Regions from separate parts of the Mus musculus genome. Here regions 2 and 3 are each linked to region 1. A link is a contact called in public Hi-C and promoter capture Hi-C data. All regions are on one chromosome and are shown on one strand. The core of a region is the stretch at or near the end of the contact, and the rest is flanking DNA. Distances in the headings are between cores, read along the strand shown. Region 1 holds the start of Zfp106 (zinc finger protein 106). Region 2 holds the start of Map1a (microtubule-associated protein 1 A). Region 3 holds the start of Trp53bp1 (transformation related protein 53 binding protein 1).

The links. Promoter capture Hi-C pulls out the DNA fragments that hold promoters and counts their contacts. Hi-C and Micro-C count contacts between places; a contact is called where the count stands out from the background.
Region 2: a Hi-C map of muscle stem cells shows a contact between it and region 1, with 4 times the contacts expected there. The contact joins the promoter of Map1a here to the promoter of Zfp106 in region 1. A contact is called at or near these places in 1 of 39 promoter capture datasets (cranial neural crest), 1 of 484 Hi-C or Micro-C datasets (muscle stem cells), 3 of 115 datasets of contacts at active chromatin or transcription factors (astrocytes, extraembryonic endoderm stem cells and microglia) and 1 of 9 other capture datasets (pancreatic islet).
Region 3: a contact with region 1 is called in a promoter capture Hi-C map of pre-B cells, with 2.4 times the contacts expected there. The contact joins the promoter of Trp53bp1 here to the promoter of Zfp106 in region 1. A contact is called at or near these places in 2 of 39 promoter capture datasets (cranial neural crest and pre-B cells) and 1 of 115 datasets of contacts at active chromatin or transcription factors (microglia).

Annotation. Positions count from the first base shown.
Region 1 is chr2:120,562,420-120,565,564 of GRCm38.p6, reverse strand. Zfp106 (zinc finger protein 106) reads left to right here and starts at 1,706. Exons shown (of 22, transcript NM_011743.3): 1 at 1,706-1,878.
Region 2 is chr2:121,288,152-121,291,296 of GRCm38.p6, reverse strand. Map1a (microtubule-associated protein 1 A) reads right to left here and starts at 1,695. Exons shown (of 7, transcript NM_032393.2): 1 at 1,425-1,695; 2 at 476-577. The coding sequence starts at 1,662. It also overlaps a transcript of Trp53bp1 not described here.
Region 3 is chr2:121,269,993-121,273,137 of GRCm38.p6, reverse strand. Trp53bp1 (transformation related protein 53 binding protein 1) reads left to right here and starts at 1,731. Exons shown (of 28, transcript NM_013735.4): 1 at 1,731-1,866; 2 at 2,430-2,614; 3 at 2,829-2,919. The coding sequence starts at 1,860.

The sequences.
Region 1 (3,145 bases), core at 457-2,956:
GTCAGAAACGGACCCTTTGCTGATTAGAAAAGTGGCTGCAACTTTAAGGAAATTGAGAAGCGTTGGGGTGTTGTAGAATGTGATAGACAGAGATAAGCACTATTAAGGCCTGTAGCAATGAACTCAGAAGTTTGTTTTGTTAGTCTTTCTTAAATCATTTCTTGAGGGCAGGGAGAGAGAAAATATATGGCTGAATACAGTTAGGATTGGGATAATTGCATATGTATCAAAAGATGGCCTAGTCGGCCATCACTGGAAAGAGAGGCCCATTGGACACACAAACTTTATATGCCCCAGAACAGGGGAACGCCAGGGCCAAAAAGGGGGAGTGGGCGGGTAGGGGAATGGGGGTGGGTGGGTATGGGGGACTTTTGGTATAGCATTGGAAATGTAAATGAGCTAAATACCTAATAAAAAATGGAAAGAAAAAAAAAGGATTGGGATAATTATGGATGTAATACTGTAGTTCTCAATTAGGGACATTTTTTGCCCTCCAGGGGGACACTGGGCAGGGTCTAGAGAGTTGGGGGAACATTATCTTAGAATGCACTAGACAGCAACTGGTAACAGTTATCTGCTTCAAACTGTAAATGTTGCCTGGCATGGTGGCGCGTGCCTTTAATCCCAGCACTTGGGAGGCAGAGGAAGGCGGATTTCTGAGTTCAAGGCCAGCCTGGTCTACAAAGTGAGATCCAGGATAGCCAGGGCTACACAGAGAAACCCTGTCTCGAAAAACAAACAAACAAACAAACAAACAAACAAAACAAAGCAAAGCAAAGCAAAAACAAAAACAAAAACCTGTCAATGTTGTGAAATCCTGGTCTATGGTTATTTTGGTCCTCACTTATATTGGCATTTCTTGAACTATGTCTCTGAACTTAGAGCAAAGCACTTCTGTATGTAATCTCCCTTAAAGGGGAAGTAGAAAAAGCAGCCTAGCAGACCTTAAATGCTTTAAGGACTTGTGATGTCACAAATACACAATTGGAAGAATTCCCTAAACCTTTAGAAGGAATCTGGATTTACACATAAATGAAGGTAGCTGTTTATTTTGATTTGAGGCTTTAACGTATTTATTTATTTATTTAGGTTTTTCGACAAAGGGTTTCTCTGTGTAGCCCTGGCTGTCCTGGAACTCATTCTGTAGACCAGGCTGGCCTAGAACTCAGAAATCTGCCTGCCTCTGCCTCCCAAGTGCTGGGGTTAAAGGTGTGCGCCATCACTGCCTGGCTAGGCTAAGATTTAAATTGAGTTCTGTCCTTTGTTGAAACAGTATCACATTGTAGCCCAGGAACTATGTAACAGCTTTGCCTAGCCTTGAACTCCCGTTACACTCTGCTCTCAACCTCCAGAAGCAGAGGTGAGCTACCATGCCTAACTTGGAATCTATCTGTTCCAAAGTTTCACAAGGAAGGAATAGTTTTGAAATGTAGTCAAGACACTGCCACAGCTTATGGTGGAGGGCTTAGAAAGTAGGGGAAGTCCAGAAAGAGCTTGGAAAATGGGGAAAACAAACAAACAAACAAACAAACCAAGAAAAAGAAGGTGCAGCCAATTGGTTTGTGCAAAAGACCTATCTGGGCTCTTCATCCTTTTTGAGTAAGGCCACTTGTCTGGTGTCCGTTGTTCACTTCTTATGTTCAAATAAAGCTAGATGGTTGAAAAGGGCGGATGGAGTGGGAGGGGAGAGGGAGCGTGCTGAGTTGCGTGCGCCTGCGCGCTTGCGCGATGGTGGTAGTAGCGGCGGCGGCGGCGGCGTCAGTGCCCGGCGGGGAGCGGGTCCCGGGCCGCCGCCGGACCGGAGGCTAAGGGGGCGTCTGGGAGCTCCCTCGCCGGGTCCTCGGCGGCCAGATGGCGTAGGAAGGTCGGGCTGTGAGTGTGAGTAAGGAGGATGCGGCCTGGTTGGGCGTATCGGAGCCCGAGGGTCTGCCCCCTGGACAGGTGGTGGAGCTGCGCCTGCATGCGACCACGCTACGATGCCCCTTCTGACCTGTGTGGGTTTAGGGTTTATTGGCGAGCGGTGCGTCTGGCTTCTGGGCACAGATTCCAGCAAGGGCAATCCGATTCTGTTCGCAACCCAGACTGGACGCGTGGCTCCAGGTTTTTGACCTTTGGGGCAGGCCCTGACCTCTGTCGGCATGGGGTCTAGTCTAGGAGGAATCTCAGCCTTAGTTTAAAAGCTGTAGGTTTCAGGCCAGGGCCATCTCTAGCCTTCCGAGACTAACAGTGTCGCCTCTTTTTCCTGCTTTTGAGGACTCTACTTGTGGGATGCGTCTTAGCAATGTAGTAGCAACTAGTGGAACGGTATGTGTCCATTTAATATTTAGTACGATTTTGGTGCGTAGTGTGGAGAGGAGATTATTGCACCGCCTCCCGTTTCAGTCTGTTAGGTATAGTCATCTTTGAAAGTAACGTAAACTATCTTTTTGGGGAAGTTCCAGATTTCAGTGTTGTGTGTGTGTGTGTGTTTTTTTACCCCAACTTGGAAGCAGATTACAGTTCTAGCCACCATATCGGTTTATATTAAAGTGATTCCAATCACAGACTGATTAAGAGCCAAATCCTGTTCTAAAACTACAGGGGGGAATCTTAAAAGTGTAACGCCAAAAAACGAAAGAATGAATGATCAGATTCATCTACGAGTTACTTAGTATCTGCTTTGCGTGTGATAAGTACATTCAGGTGTGTCTTGGGAATTTAACAAGCTGTTGTAGTAGATGTTTTTGGGTAGTACTTTTTACATGAGGTACTGAGATACTGAGAGTGATTTGTTGAAGTTTTCACGTTGTGGAGTTAGTGAACTTCATCTCCGGTGATGGCTACGCTCATCTCTTTCTGATACACCCAATTAGACATTCTTTTTTTGTTTTTGTTTTTATTTTTGTTTTTTGAGACAGGGTTTCTCTGTATAGCTCTGGCTGTCCTGGAACTCACTTTGTGGACCAGGCTGGCCTCGAACTCAGAAATCCGCCTGCCTCTGCCTCCCAAGTGCTGGGATTAAAGGCGTGTGTCACCATGCCCGGCTTTTTTTTTTTTTTTTTAAAGACTTATTTGTTATTATATCTAAGTACACAGTAGCTGTCCTCAGATGCACCAGAAGAGGGCGTCAGATCTCATTCCGGATGGTTGTGAGCCACCATGTGGT
Region 2 (3,145 bases), core at 446-2,945, 730 kb before region 1:
CCAGCCTGGCTCCCTGGGTGCTGATCTGATCAGCCCTAGGTGGCAGCCTTCTGTTCTGCTCTGAAGATCTGCTGGCTAAGCCAGGAGGAAACAGAAAAGAATCCTGGAAGGTGGGCTGTGAGAAATAAGGGTCTGGGGAGGTGAATGAGGCATTCTGGGATGTTTATAAAGAGAAGCAAGAAAGCTGGGGTATGCAGAAAGGGAACACAGAGGAAAAGCTTTTACCTGCGAGTGGTTTGATCACTTTCTTAGTGCTTGTCAGCTGCTGTGTACAACAACGTTTTTCCTGACAAAATTATGCTCTACCATCATATTGAGTGGTTGCAGTGTGTACTGGGCATTATCCACAGCATGTGTAAATAGCTGTGGAGCCATCAAAAGTCCCTCCCTTTTTACCTACCCAATCCTCCCATAAGGCCAGTTCTGGCCTGGATACTGGACCCAAAGGACTGAGACAAATAACCCTAGTCCTAACCTTTGACCTCTGAGGAGAAGTGAGCTAGGTGCCGGGTAATGAAGAGTCTCAACTGTTGGTTCAAGTCAAAGGATGATAAGTCAATATTCCAGGAGAGAATCCCTGTAAAAGAAAAGGGGGAAAAAAAATAAGAGGGTTCTAGTCAAAGTCACCCACAGAAAGCATTGCCAAGCTCCTGGGAGAGGAAAGAAATGGGAGGTGATGCCTCCAAGAAGGATAGCTAGTACCTGCTTTTTCCCCTTTCCAGAGGGCAAAGAGCAGAGTTTAGAATGGGCTTACTAATAAATGAGCTTGGAGTTTTTGTTTTTCAAGGCAAAACAGTTACGGTAGAAGTGACACGCAAGGGTCTATTTCCATATACTGTAGGTTTCCATAATGATCCCTCTTGCTAAATCAGATTCTAGATTCTCCTATGCCCCCTCCCTTGCCTCCATCCCCTGCTTCCACCCGCAGGTGGCTCCGCAGCACTGCGCCACAGGCACGGCTGAGGGAGGTGAGCTGCAGAGCCACGAAGGTCACTCTCTAAACTTGGCTGCCAGCATTCAGAGATTTGAGATGTGTACCTCGCGTTCAAAAACCTCCCCTAAAGAAGAAATTGTAAGGTAGGGACATGGACTTTTCAGGGTCTGATGAGGACTTTCGGATATATGGTCCAGTGGCTTCGGGAAAGGGGTGTGACCAGAGGGACCCCAGGGTCTCCACGGAGCTTCTCCTGCTCCTGCTCCGGGACACTGCGGAACAGAATGGGGTATGCAGAAAGGATGGGCAAGCAAGGTGTTGGCAGCTCGAGAGGACAGAGGCACATTCATGGAAGATGCAGGTGACAGGGTCGCAGGTTTCGGGAAGTGCACATAGAGATAGAGGAGACAGAAATGTGCACTGGGAGATGAATGCAGATGGCGGAGAGGCATGGATGGAGTACTGCGTAAAAGCCAGGAGAGCGGCTCACCTTGTTCAAGGTGGGCCCGCACGGCCCTCAGCTGACTCTCTGTACCGATATCGCCGATCACGATGAGCAAGGAGTATTTCCGCAGGTCCCAGCGCGCTGCCGCTACCGCGGCACCGGCCTCGCAAAGAGGCTCCGCCGGGTTCTGAGCTGGCGGTGCACCGAGGCTCTGGAGCCCCAGCTCCGGAGTTGTCTCCATGGCAACGCTGCCAGGCCGCGCGGTCCCGGCTTCGGTCGCCATGGAAACTCCCGCGGAGTGTTAGGCTAGCTGCGTCCGCTGCGGGGAGAGTGCGCGCGGTTCTTAAAGGCCGGCGGCAGGAGCCGTTCATTGGTCACTGCCTTCTAGGGGCGGGGCTGAAGCGCCGCAGGGGCGGGGCGGGGATGCGGTGGTTGTGCCGCTATGGGTGGTGGCTGCAGTCATCCACCTGCAGTTTTCCTGACCAAGTGCCCCTCTCCGACTTGAGCCAGGGTAAGGGTTCTGCGAGACCCAGCCGAGGGCGGAGTCCAAGGCGCGAGAACAACATCCATCTAGTTAGGCTGTGTCTGCGTTGAGCACAGTGTGGGAGGCAGTTCCGCAGCTTCTCTCGAACCTTGGGGAGCCATCTTGCCCTTCGCTGTCTCGGGGTTTCTATCGTGGTCTCCATCTGGCAATTATCGTTGTCTCTATTTTTCCCCCCGCCTCGCTGCATGCCAGGGTCTAGGTTACCAACCTGGGTTTCCCCGTCCTTGCCCCGAGCTCCGGGCGTGGTCAATCAGGCTGCGCAGTATTGGAGGGGACAGGATGACCTTCCTACCCTGAGTCCCTGGAGAGTAGTTATTCCAAGGATAGTGGTTGGCTAGTCTCCATATTTGCTGAGTGCAATGAGCTCAGACTGCAGCAAAGAGTATTTGAGTAAAACCCAGGAAAGACTTCCCAGCTACTAGGGATGTGACACAGTGGATAAATTTAGGAGACCATGTAATTACTGTACAGAACTGAATTAATATTCTCTGTCTTTCCCTCTCCTTCTCTCCATCCCTTCCTTTCCTTCCTCTCCCCTTCTCTTGCTGAACCCCCAACTCCCCATTCTTCAAAGACTCTCCACCACTACAGCTGATCTTACCCTGAGTCATTCTGTTGTGTGCATCAGAGAGAAGGCCTGTGTTTAGGCTCCAGTTATACTTGCTTTTTCTTCCATTTACCTTGCACTTTGGAGATGGTAGAAGAGAAGAAAGGCTACGGAGATGATTCAGTTGGTAAAGTACTTCCCTGGCAAGCAAGTGTTCAGGTTCTCAGAACTGTAAAAAAAAGCCAGGCACAGCGGTGAGCACTTGGAATCGCAGAGATGGTAACTAGGAGGGAGAGACAGATGAATCTCTGGAAGCTCGCAGGCCAGCTATACCATTGAGAGACCCTGGTATCTATAGTACAAAGAAGAAAAGGGTGTCTGAGGGACACCACTCCAGGTTGTCCTCTTGCACTCACATGTGCACACATGAAATCCTACTCCTTAAAAGGATAGAAAAGAGGTAATAGCTGATACCTCAAGCCTGCCAGTGAACCACGTTCTGACTGTTAAGTACCTCACAGAAATCTTAGCCCTATCTTGAAACATACTATACCTAACCATCCAGTCCATACTGTAAGTACTTTGGACATGCCATGAAAATCCTTTCTGTAGCAGAGACAAGAAAACTACTCTCAGGACATCAGATGGTAGGGTGCCTCTTCCCATACACTGCCA
Region 3 (3,145 bases), core at 482-2,981, 710 kb before region 1:
CCCATCAAGGCCAAAAGAGAACGTGGGATTCCCTGGATTTGCAGTTACAGAAGGTTGTGAGCCACTGTGTGGGTGGTGGGAATCGAACCTGGGTCCTCTGGAAGAGCAAGCAGTTCTCTTAACTGCTGAGCATCTTTCCAGTGCTTAGTTTTATGAATTTTGACAAACACATTTTTTTAAAACATCAAAGTAATCAGAAAGACCTGGGTCTATGTCTCTCTAGGGGAAGAGAGCTGCAGTTGTCATGGTGGCCCTGAGGAGAGGGCTCTGTGGGAGTCAGCTCAGTCTGCCCAGTCTTAGACCTAGTTGGTCTCCTTCCTCTCAAGCTAAGCAGACTGATACACTTAGTGCTCTGCTATAGTTGAGGTCGGCTTGAGGTGGGGTCTTTTTTTTTTTTTTTTTTGATTGCATTGATTTGATGTCTAGTACTCAGTAGAGAAACTCAGGAGTCAATCATGAATGATTTTAGGATTAAGAGGTAAGATGTGTCTCTGTGATTTGGGTCATTTTTGCTCTACTTGTAAAACATTCTAGGATTGGAATTTTAGTTATAACAATAGATCCTAAAATTTTCAGAGCGATTTCGTTTAAGCTGATCCTTTTGTTCCCACAAGTAATGCGTATGAAGACAACATGCTTTGATTTTTGGGTTAGGAGAATATGATCACTGTAATTTATAGCAGCAGAGAGGAGATTGGCTGGTAGGATGCTCCTCTCTAAGCTTGGCTTATTTCAAGTGCTAAACTGGGCATTTATAGAAGTTGAGAATCATGTATGGGCTGTGCCTAAATAATTCTGAGTCTGGAGTAGAGAAAACCGCCTCCATTTTAATGCCTTCTATGTATATTCTTGGCACTGTGCTAGGTGCTTTCCCTCCTGACAGCTGCTTGGTTAGAATTCTAGCCCAGATCCAACGGCTCTTTAAATTAAAATGACAGTGAAACCACATATGTATCTTGAGCTCAGTTCATTAATAGTTGTCACAGCTGCCACACCCTTTATAAGACCCTGACACCATGATTAGGATAATTAAATCTCTGGGCCTGGATCCTTTAGGTCATTGAGTTAGTAGGGGTGACAGCTGTTCTCTTTGCTTCTAGTTTGAGGATTACAATGCTCAGTTCGTTCAATGGGAGGTGCAAAGCGTCTGGGGCTGCTGCAATTCCCTAAAAGAAAGGGCAGAGAGAGACAAATAGGGAAGCTTGAAAGGGAGTGGGAACACGAAGACAATATAAAACAACAAAATCAAAACTGCCAGAGACATAGAGTGGGAAAACGGAAGCCTTTAAATTCAGGCAGAGGTCTACAAATGGGATCCTGATCGACACTGGCAAACCCCACAGAGGCTTCTCTTCCATTTCACCATTTCAGAAGTACTAGCTCTCCTCAATTCTCCTCCTCTTTGCCCTTTCTTTGAAAATCCAGGAGACTCTCCTTTTCCACGGAAGTCAGTGAAGGGGCCGAAGCCCTCAAGTGTGAGTAGTGAGTACCCCCGTCCTTCAGGCAGGGGTTTTTATTTCATGCCCTCTTAATGTCCCTTCGGTTCAAGGATACTGTCATGCTGGCTGTATTAGGGGGAGGGCCTGCGACGTCCATGCTACCATGGAAACACGCCGCCGTGTTCCTTTTCTTACGCTGGGGGCGGGCACTTCACCTCAGCCACCTATCATCCATAGGATTTCCTGAGTGGCAGACAACAGCAGCGAATGGGCGATCCGATATTGCGTGACGTGACGGGAAAAGGGGGAGCTCGCGGCCAGTGGCGGCGGTGGCGACAGTGGCGACCTGGGGATCGACCTGGAGGGGCCTGGGCAGCGTGCAGAAACCTCTAGATCCAGCGCGAGGCACCTCTCGCCGGGATGCCAGGTAGTGCTGCGAGCGGAGCCGAGCTAGCGGGCCGCAGAGGCCCGGGTGGCGGGCTTGAAGGGCTGGCCGCCTGGAGGGGGCGGGGTGGCAAGCATGGCGGCGGTGACGGGGACGGGGTTGGAGGGCCGGGGAGGGGGTGGGGAGGCAGCCGCCGCGGTGGTCCTGAGGCCGCATGAGGGCCGTGGGCTTCCCGCCCGCCGGGGTTGCGAAGAGGTCTTCCCGGGGCTCAGTGGCGTCAGAACGCGGGGAGAGTTGTGTGGGGGATGGAAAGGGGCGGGGAGAAGAGGTGAGGAAGGAAGCGTGTCTGAGGGAAGGTGAAGAGAAAGGAGGGAGGGAGGGGGAGATCGAAGGATCCAGAGGCGCGGTGGTAAATAACGGAGAAATGAGGGCTGGGGAGATGGCTGAGAAAGTGCTAAGAGCGATTGCAAATGTGGGCTACTGGGTAGCCCTAGAATGGTCCCTTTCTCGATCTCACACTTCCGCCCCTTTATTTAGTCTCAGATTGTGTGTGGAAAGCTCAATAGGGTTACTCTTCGAACTGATCTTTTGTTATTCCATTCCAGGGGAGCAGATGGACCCTACTGGAAGTCAATTGGATTCAGATTTCTCTCAGCAAGACACTCCTTGCCTGATAATAGAAGATTCTCAGCCTGAAAGCCAGGTTCTGGAAGAAGATGCAGGCTCTCACTTCAGCGTGCTATCTCGACACCTTCCTAATCTGCAGATGCACAAAGAGAACCCCGTGTTGGTGAGTGAGTGATGATGCCCTGTTCAAGTTATTATTTTTTTCTGACCCCCCTACACCAAACTAACCCAGAAAATTAACGTGTTTAGTTGATTGTTAGCTTTTGGATAAAGTTGGTGGGGAACGAAAAATGAAATCAACGTGTTCTCACCCACAGAAAGGTCCCTGTTGTACTACTTTGTGTACTGTGAGGATCTTATGTGCTCATGTTTTCTAGGATATTGTATCAAATCCGGAACAATCTGCTGTAGAACAAGGAGACAGTAATAGCTCATTCAATGAACATCTGAAAGAAAAGAAAGCTTCAGGTGAGCAGTTGAAGGCTTGGCTCTCTGCAGTGTTTAAGGTCCTGTGGGGGCAGAACGATTTAAACATGCAGTTGAGATTATGTGTAAGGAAGCCTAGTTTGTTATCTAGTGTTCAGTAAGCCTTTGGATACCCGTGATTAGTTTGGTGTTGCCTCCATTTCTCAATTTGTATTAAAATTTGATGGCAAATGTCTTCTGTGCTAATATCCACCTCCTTCTGTCTTTT